2 separate regions of the Felis catus genome follow, and region 1 is linked to region 2. A link is a contact called in public Hi-C data. All regions are on one chromosome and are shown on one strand. The core of a region is the stretch at or near the end of the contact, and the rest is flanking DNA. Distances in the headings are between cores, read along the strand shown. Region 1 has its middle 25 kb from the start of WDR1. Region 2 overlaps CLNK (cytokine-dependent hematopoietic cell linker).

Region 1 (4,714 bases), core at 1,298-3,797, 260 kb after region 2:
GGGCAGTTTGAGCCCCATGTTGGGGACGGAGCCTCCTATGCAAAAACAAATGTAAACTAGAAACCTCAAGGGAGATAATGCCCCTGCGGGTACTTCCAACTGCTGAGGGCAAGACAGTCCTTGAATGACCACCTCACACCAAGCAGGAGGGTTCTTAGGTGTGCTCTGCATAGACCACACACTAGAGGCTCCCGCAGCAGGACTGAATCCCTAGCAGTAAACCCACTTATAGCCACATAACCTTCAACTTCATCCTTTCCTAGTCCTGCTTTCATCACTGCTTCACTCATGCTTCTGGAAATCATCCAGCAAGCGAAGTCCTGCTCACAGAGCCTTCTCTCCATCTGCTCTCTGGAAAGTCAAGCCAAGAAATCTGGGTCGAACTATGGAATTCCAGTAGGTGGGAGTCCAAAATCCAGTGACCCATTGTTCCACACGATGTTTGTGCCCCTCTCCTCCAAACTTCCTATGAAGTTCTAGCCCCTAGTATGCTACTATTAAGAGGGGAGACTCCGGATTAGGGTCTTTCAAAGAGACCAGAGATCCCTTGCTCTCCATCCATTTGAGGACACCAGAGAAGACAGCTGTCTGCAGGCCAGTAGGGGAGCTCCCACCAGGAACCAAATCTGCCAGTACCTTGATCTTGGACTTTCCAGCCTGCTCATCCTTTTCAACCCAGCAGGTGTCTGGCTTGGCAACTTTCTTCTCTCTCCACTCCACCCCCAGAAGGCTGTCGTGTCTCAGCTCTACTCCTCAGTGGTTTCCACACGCACATCTCTGCTTTGCTGGATGAAGTATGGCTCTCCCAGTGAGAGGTGACCATAGGAACAAGGATGGAGGTAAAGCAGATGGAGAACATGGCCTTGTGCTTCCTGGTACTGAGCGCAGTACCTGGACACATGCCTGTTTCCAAGTCCTTTCTGTTCCTTTGAGTCTGAGCCGGTTTGACAGGGAGTTTGACTCCCCTGTCAAAGTGTGAATCTCTGCATCTAGTATCCTATTAGTGCATTAAACAAGACAAAAATCCATGTTCAAAAGAAACTTATGTCTCCAGATCAGAGAAGCAGCCAAGCAGAGTTTGAATGGGGGAAAACGCTAATATTCTTTGATCAGGAAGTCACTAACTACAGATGAGTAGGTTAGACATTCTGTAAAGATGCTATTTGAATGTTTTTTTTCTGCTTGTCCTTTTTATGTCCCTTTAACTTGGTTAAGACCACTTATTCTGTCCTTATGTCTGCTAAGGTATTTAGGGTGCCCTCAGTCTGTTAATAAAGGATAGACACCAGCCTAAGGTTGTTTTGCTAAGTTCTTAGAATAAGTTCATAGTCCTTAACACCTTGTCCCTCAGATTTCTCGTGAGGCCTGGCCTATGGACTCAAGCAGTTGGAAGATTAGAAGTCCACTGGAAGGTTAGACCATGAGCTTAAGAAATTTAGCTCCAAATGGAAGAATTCTAGAGAAAGACTTCTAGGTCATCCTGAGAACCTAGCAACTCAAATGTAGTTGTGGGTCACCAGGTATGTTACCAAGGTTTTATGTAAGATGTTGTTTCAAGAAAAGCTTTAGTTTTAGGCTCACCATATGTAACTGCTAGTTAGGTATTCATTAGTCTTGAAGGCAGTTTTATGGTTTATCCCTATACCCCCAATACTCACAAGTCAGGTTTAGAATCTAAGATGTAATTGCTACCTCATGAATCACTGCAATCCGTCAAGGTAGGCCATTTGCTTGGCCTTCATTATTGTGGAACTTGCCTTTGCCAGTTTCTAAGTTTGGTGCTTAAGTTTTTACTTTTATATTAATGCTTTAAATAAAAATTTCTCAAATCCTCGTGTGTGAGGCCATGTAAGATCACAAGAACAAGATGTTCACATGATGAGAGAAGAGCTTACCTGCTTAGTGCACATACCCAGCTTGGCAGACAGGGGGAGGCCTTGGAGGAAGGCATCCAGCTCCCTGGAAAGGTCCCATGCTCCCCTGCTCATCAGAAGGGCTCCCCACACATGCACAGCATCACCTATGTTTTGAACTCACAGCAAGCTTGGTATGAAGAGATAGGATGAGATGGTTCACAGAGGAAAGTTCTCCGAAGGGAATTAGGACAAGAGCAAAGCAAGTGAGGCAGAGGAAAGGCTCCCCATTGATGTCCTCTGAATCCATTCTTGGTCCCCAGCGTGCCCAGGACTCTCCTGGTTTCAAACACCACTGGCAGAGGGGAGTCCTTTAGCACCACCTGGTGGCCTTAGGGCATCACAACAATGACGCGAGTACAGAAGCCAGTGAAGCTTAATATTCTTCTTCTCAACAGCACCCTGGAAGATCCCGTGCACCCTATGGCCGTCCTACTTCTAGGAAAGGAAGACAGACATCACCCCCATTAGAGGGGAAAGTCAGGCAGTAAACTGGGCCTTTGAGAGGACGAAATGGCGTGGCTGTATTTAAGCAGCAAGAAGCAGGATCAGGCCGTGGCTCCTTAGGATGTGAGAGCACACAGCAGCCAGCTCAGCTCCCTGGCCTCCAGGCAGACAGAGGCAGAGCCTCCACGCAGACAGAGGCAGAGCCTCCACAGGGACCCCCCCCCCAGGATGACCCTCACTCTCTGGTCAAAGGGTCAGCCAAAGAGAGCGTGTACCTCCCCACAGGGCTCTGGGCTCACGGTGTATGCTTGTCTACTTTCTGATGCAACACAGCTCTTACCGAATTGTGAGAAGAGAAAATTTACACTGGTGTTGGGGAAATAGCTTACAGAGGTCGGTTATAAGGACAGGCACCAAATGACGTATATTGAAGGATTTCTATTAAAAGATCACTTCCTAGGATGGCTCCTTCCCCTGGAGTCCAAGGTAACATGTTCCCATCGTGCCCCCTTACCCTTCTATCACAGATCCCAGAGCTCACACCCAGGCCCCAGGTAGCCCGGCTGTCGTGCTCACCAGCCAGTTCACTCTCACCCCCCACCCACCCCGAGGATGGACAGAGGAGCCAGTCCCAGGTGGCTGACCACCCCACAGAGGAAGCTACAATATTGAAACACATTGATGTCCAGTTCCCTGAAGAATGTGCCTATGTACAAGCCAGTCCTCAGTTCTCAGGTCTTATGCAAGAACTCACCTACTTACACAACAGGCTCCTGTATAATTGCTTTGCTCTGGAAGACACAGGGAGGGCTCTGCTGCTGCTTCTGGAAAAAGCAGGTCATTCTCAAGCCCCCAGGGCCCTCCCCAGTGGGGAGAATCATGGAGCAAACTCAGCCTCTCCGTCTTATGATCAGTGACCACAGCCTGCCAGGGAACCCCCTCGGCTTCACAGAAGGTCAGGGCGATTGCCGATTTTGAAAAGGAGGAGGTGGAGTTGAACGTGGAATGTATACCTGAAAGGGTGCATTCCTGCTAGGAAGGAAACCCCCCCCCCACTGTCCCCCCCCCCCCGCCCCCCAGAACACTCCTTGAGCTCTGGCTCTGGTAACTTCAGCCTCCCAGCTGGTTCCGTGGGAGTGAACATTTGTACGTTGTCCTTCCTTTGATCCGATGACCGCTCAAAACCACCTCTCTGGAGTCTCCCCTTCACATCAGACAACCCAAAAGGTCAGGATGGGCCTGGACTAGGAGCCGTTTCCTCTCCGAGCCCTGTCCTGGAACACCCAAGGTGTCTCAGGGATACACCTGGGCAGGCCTCTTCCAGGCACAGCTTCTCGGCTGGCCCTGAACCCGCCTCGTGGCGAGGCTGGCCCCGGCCCACCTGGCACAGGCAGACAGCCTGCTCACTACATCGTCTTCTGGCTAGAGAGCACCAGAACAGAGGCCCCAGCCCCCACCCCAGCCGCACTGCCTACCCAGAAGCCGCCAGCCACATCCACACCAAAGCAGCTGGGAGAGCCAGGGAGGATGTTCAGAGGCACCAAGACCCATCGAGAGGACACAGCCCCAGAGAGGTTCTCATCTCTGGACACAAGCATGTCCCTGTCTATGGACACATCTCTGGACACTAAAATGGCCCTGTTAGTGTAAGAATGCTAAGAGCACCAACTCCAACTTTGGCCCTTTATCTTGTGTCCATGCAATGACCCCCCCCAACACACACACACACACACACACACACACACACACACACACACACACACACACACACACGGGGCCTACACATTACAGGCCCCGTGGAGATTAACGTATGCCCTGACCAGAATGCAAGAAGGCTCGTTCCAGTGTTCCCTAGAATTATTCAGGGAACCAGTAGAGATCACCTAGTTTCTTCCCCTCCCCCCACTCAGGCAGAGATGGCACCAGGAGGTCTGTTAAAATGTTAAACCCTCACCATGGTCCTCTTGTTCCATGAAGCCTGCACATCCAGGTCCAAGCTTTGCAGACAACTGCAGGACACCCGGATTGTCATCTACTCAGTTCCCTGCCCCCCCCCCCATCAGTACGTTACCCTGAAGACAACTGCCAAAAAGTACAGAGTGGCTAGCTTCATCTTTGGCTTCAAAGTCTAGTCTCCATTTGGAGGGTACTCTACTGTCCCTTCTCCATCTAACAGTTGGGGACGCATGCTCTTTGACCTGAGAGAACCCAGCTATCAGCTAAGCAGAACTTGGGAGACGTCCTCTGCCAGATCCAACATGTAGATACAATAGCCCTGGTGACCCTGTTCTGGTGGTTTCTATGCTCATTGGTTGCTAGACCAGCAAGGGATACAGGTCATCTGCTTAGTACAG
Region 2 (4,203 bases), core at 164-2,663:
CGGGAACGTAAAATGTACCATCCCTGAAACTCCTGAGCAAATAGGCTAATGGGTCTAGGAACTGGTCAAAACGCAGAGAAGTAAAGAGATAGAAAATAGGATGAACGAAATAGCAGAGGCGATGAGGTTGTTCGGTGTGGAGAAGAAGATGATTTGATCTTTCTTCTGTTTCTTCACGCAGAAAGAACGAGGTTTGGGTCCCAGCTGAGCCACTTCCGGCTGTAGAGCCGCCTAAAGCTCTTAAATAGTTCTGAGTTCCCCTCTTTGTGCAAGCAACAGGAGCGTCCCCGTGTGACAGAGTGGAGGGGAGGAGGCATGAGATTTCTCTGGAGCGCCTAGGATAATATGTGTCACAGCACAGGAAGGAAAGAAAAACGCCTAAACATCGTGTCCCATCTGTACCCAACAGAATTAGGCACCCACAACCCTATTTTTCTCTTGAAATACAGGCTATAGATTCTAGCGCAATGTTTCTTATCCTGGCTTTACATGAAAATAATTAGGAAAGCTTTTAAAAAGTATTGTTCCCCAGCATCAGCTTTAATTGCTCTGAGAGGTGAGACACAGGCACAGCCTGTGGCTAAGGACCCAGGGGGAGCCAGGTTCTAGGAATATATCTGCCACTAAAGCTTTGCAGGCCCTTAGGCCTTACCTACACACGCCCAGGCTCCTAGTGCCTAAAATGGCGCCTCCCTTGATCCACAGACGAGTCCCTCATCACTCCAGCCGCCTCGGTGGCTCTGAAATCTTTACAAGTTTGCTTTTTGTGTCTCTGGGGTTTCCGCAGTTACGGTTAAATTTGTTTAATCATTTTTGCAAGTGACGGGAACCTGGCTGGGTCTCTTCACCGTAAACCCCTCCAGAGAATCGTTACATTCCGTATAACATCTCACCGGATCCTTCCAGCAGCCCTATAAAGTATGGATTTTCTAAGGCTCGGTGGCTGGTTCATGGCAGGTGCCGGGTAAAAACCACTTCCCTACCCGCTGGGCATGTAAGGTCACTAAGATACACAGAAGTTAGGTCACTCGGTCAACGTGATAGGGTTGGTGTAGGACAGTTGAGGGGTCAACACCATGCAGGGCCTGGGCCACACATTGAGAATGCCACCAGGAATAAGAAAGAGTTGTGCCATAGAAGCAGAGCTTCCAAATTCATTTTGAGTCGGGCCCTCTTTTGGGAGGCAGATGACCATTACTAAGGACCCAGACGTTGCCTGTAAACAACCACATGAGGCTGTTGCTAGCTTCCCCTTGTCTGAAAACAGAAGGGACATTAGAGAGCTGAGCTGCTTCAGCCAAGGAAAAATAGTGTCCGCTCCCTTCCCATCAGCTGCCCTGTAGGCTTGGGAGGTAGACGGCCCTCTGTGAAGGGAGGCTGTGACGTACGTGTGGCAGTCCACTGCAGCCCCTGAACGCAGCTGACACCTGCAGCCTGTCGCCATCGGCCCCCCTCTCCCAATGGTGAACGTGGGTCCAGCTGTTGCTACAACAGCCAGGTGTCTCCACCGGCTCGGCCATTCTCTATCTTAAAGCTAAGTCTTGGGTTCACAAAAACGATCATTGAATCAAAGCATTCCAGTTCAGGAGAATGCCATTTAAATCCTTCATTGATGGGGGCGCCCGGGTGGCTCAGTCGGTTAAGCGTCCGGACTTTGGCTCAGGTCATGATCTCCTGGTCCGTGGGTTTGAGCCCCGCGTCGGGCTCTGTGCTGACAGCTCAGAGCCTGGGACCTGCTTCAGATTCCATGTCTCCCTCTCCCTCTGCCCCTCCCCTGCTCACGCTCTGTCTCTCCCTCTCTCTGTCAAAAATAAACATTAAAAAAAAATTTTCAAAAGGGAAACATCATTACCATAAGTAACTGCACCGCAGTTTCAGACCCGCGGAATTTTCTCTCTCCTAAAAGGGAAGGGAACTAAAATGCAAAGCAATATTTGGATAAAAATAACCGCTGCTACGTTGAGACTCTCTCTCTAACACAATAAGAAAGAGATTAGTAAGGGAATAACTTTCCAATGATGTATCCATTGTAATGTTAATACCATGACGCGGGCACCAAGTAAAAGCCTCCTGAGTCATCGGAACAGGAAGACATTTGCTGAGCTCCTGTTACACTCTGGAGTCTTTCAGATGCTTTACGTCATTTAGTCCCACAGCCACACTGAGCAGAAAGCAATATCCCAACCCCCGGTTTACTGATGAGGACACAGAAGGGCAGAGAGGTCACGAACCGCGACGTCTCCCTGCATCTAGCAAACTCCAACCCCACGGTGCAGGGTTCGGCCAAAATGTACTTTAAATAAGGTACCTGCTATTTAACCAACCGAACACCTGTCTGCCTAACTACAGTTTTCCCTTTGCAGCCGGCAAAGCTGGTGCCACATCAGTTCAAGCAGTCTCAGGGACGCAGATACACCTGCTGATGAGTTGGGAAGTGAAAGGGAAAAAAAAAATCTGTAGCGATACAGAGAAAACATAGTCCTGTAAGAGAGAGGAAGTACGGATTGCAAAGATACACAAATTTGCATGGGAGCAGGGACTTCTGGGTGGGAACTATTGATTTTAGAGTGCGGATGTAAATTATTATCATTGGGGGAAATGGGGTGAAGTGCATACGGGATCTCTCTGTAGCATTTCCTACACGTGCATGAGACCTACCATTATCTCCGAGGGAAAGTTTAATTTCAAAGAAAGTGGCTGTTAAAGGTGTCCCGCAGATCGAGGGTGTTATTTTCTTCCAAATAGCTTTCACAGGTATTATTTCATGAGAACCTTAATCAACCCACCCCATTTCTGTCGGGGGTTACCCATTTTACAGGTGGGAAAACCAAGCTTCAGAGAAGGGGCTTCACTTGCTGAGGGTAACGGAGCTCATAGATGGCAGAATGAGGATTCAAATCCGGTTTATTTAAAACTAAGCGAAATCTAAGGGAGGCTCATGAAGGGCTATTTTTATAAATTTTTTATGTTTTACTTATTTTTGAGAGACAGAGAGAGCGCAGTTGGGGGAGAGACAGAGAGAGGGGGACAGAGAATCTGAAGCGGGCTCCACGCTGACAGCAGAGAGCCCGATGCAGAGCTCGAACTCATGAACTGTGAGATCATGACCTGAGCTGAAGTGGGAGCTTCACTGACTTGGCCACCCAGGTGTCCCAGAGCTATTTTTAACGTAAAATTCATTATCTTCAAGTGCACACTGAGCACCTGTTGTGCACAGGAAAGGATGTGGGGATGCTTATTCATGCCATGCAGTTGGTGGCCATGTTTTGTTGGTTGTCTCCAAAACAGAACACAGCAGAACTTACAGGAGCCGAAAGATGCCTCGGAGAGGCAGGGTGGTGCGTGGGGAGGGGACCAAGTCCCCACCCTGCTCTTCCATTTTGTCACTGTGTAGATCTCTCTCTGTCTTCCTAAGTCTCATTTAGGAGACCCCCAATGCCATCACCCAAAGCCCGATCCTTTCATTTTACGGGTAAAGGGGACAAATAACTTGGGGAATGTTCTCAACATAGACATTTCTATGCCCAAAGACTTTGTTGTGCACTGAAAAGACGCCTAAAATTACCTGGGTTCTTCACTTAAAAACCGTTTTGGGGCGGGAGGCACCTGGGTGGCTCAGGCAGTTAAGCGTCCAAGTTCAACTCAGATCATGAACTCACAGTTCTTGAGTTCGGGCCCCGCCTCGGGCTCTGTGCTGACAGCTCGGAGCCTGGAGCCTGCTTCCGATTCTGTGTCTCCCTCTCTCTCTCTGCCCCTCTCCTGCTCATACTCTCTCTCTCTCTCTCTCTCTCTCTCTCTCAAAAATCCATTTTTAATATTACCAATTCCAAAACCTAGCTTTCCTAAAGCCTCAAATTTCCATCTATAGAGTATATGGTTATATTTATAAACTGAGCAATTTTATCGAAACTGAAGGACACACTCAATAGGTTAAGGAATCTTAGACAATAAGACATCTACAAACTCAGTTAAATTTCCTTAAATATTTGAAATACCTTTATCCATCTAACTTTAAACCCTAACGAGCAACACTTTCTTTAACAACTTTTATAAATCTAATAAGGTAAATCTATAAATCTAGAAAAATTCAAGGGCTCTTCAACAGTTAAAACTCTTTATAAATGGAGTCGAACACAGCTTGGCTCTTGTAACTTAAAATCACAAGTCTAAAATCAATTGCACATTTCAAAGCCACATGGCCAG

The links. Hi-C and Micro-C count contacts between places; a contact is called where the count stands out from the background.
Region 1: a Hi-C map of skin fibroblasts shows a contact between it and region 2, with 2.7 times the contacts expected there. The contact joins two enhancer-like sites. A contact is called at or near these places in 2 of 3 Hi-C or Micro-C datasets (fibroblasts and skin fibroblasts).

Annotation. Positions count from the first base shown.
Region 1 is chrB1:198,233,129-198,237,842 of F.catus_Fca126_mat1.0, forward strand. No RefSeq gene overlaps it. Among named protein-coding and RNA genes, the nearest start is that of WDR1, 25 kb to the right of the region's middle. Within about 2 kb of position 2,548, at least 1 of the 10 cell types and tissues checked has an H3K27ac peak or open chromatin away from gene starts, as enhancers often do.
Region 2 is chrB1:197,977,793-197,981,995 of F.catus_Fca126_mat1.0, forward strand. All of the region lies in intron 11 of CLNK (cytokine-dependent hematopoietic cell linker), which reads left to right. Among named protein-coding and RNA genes, the nearest start is that of ZNF518B, 59 kb to the right of the region's middle. Within about 2 kb of position 1,414, at least 1 of the 10 cell types and tissues checked has an H3K27ac peak or open chromatin away from gene starts, as enhancers often do.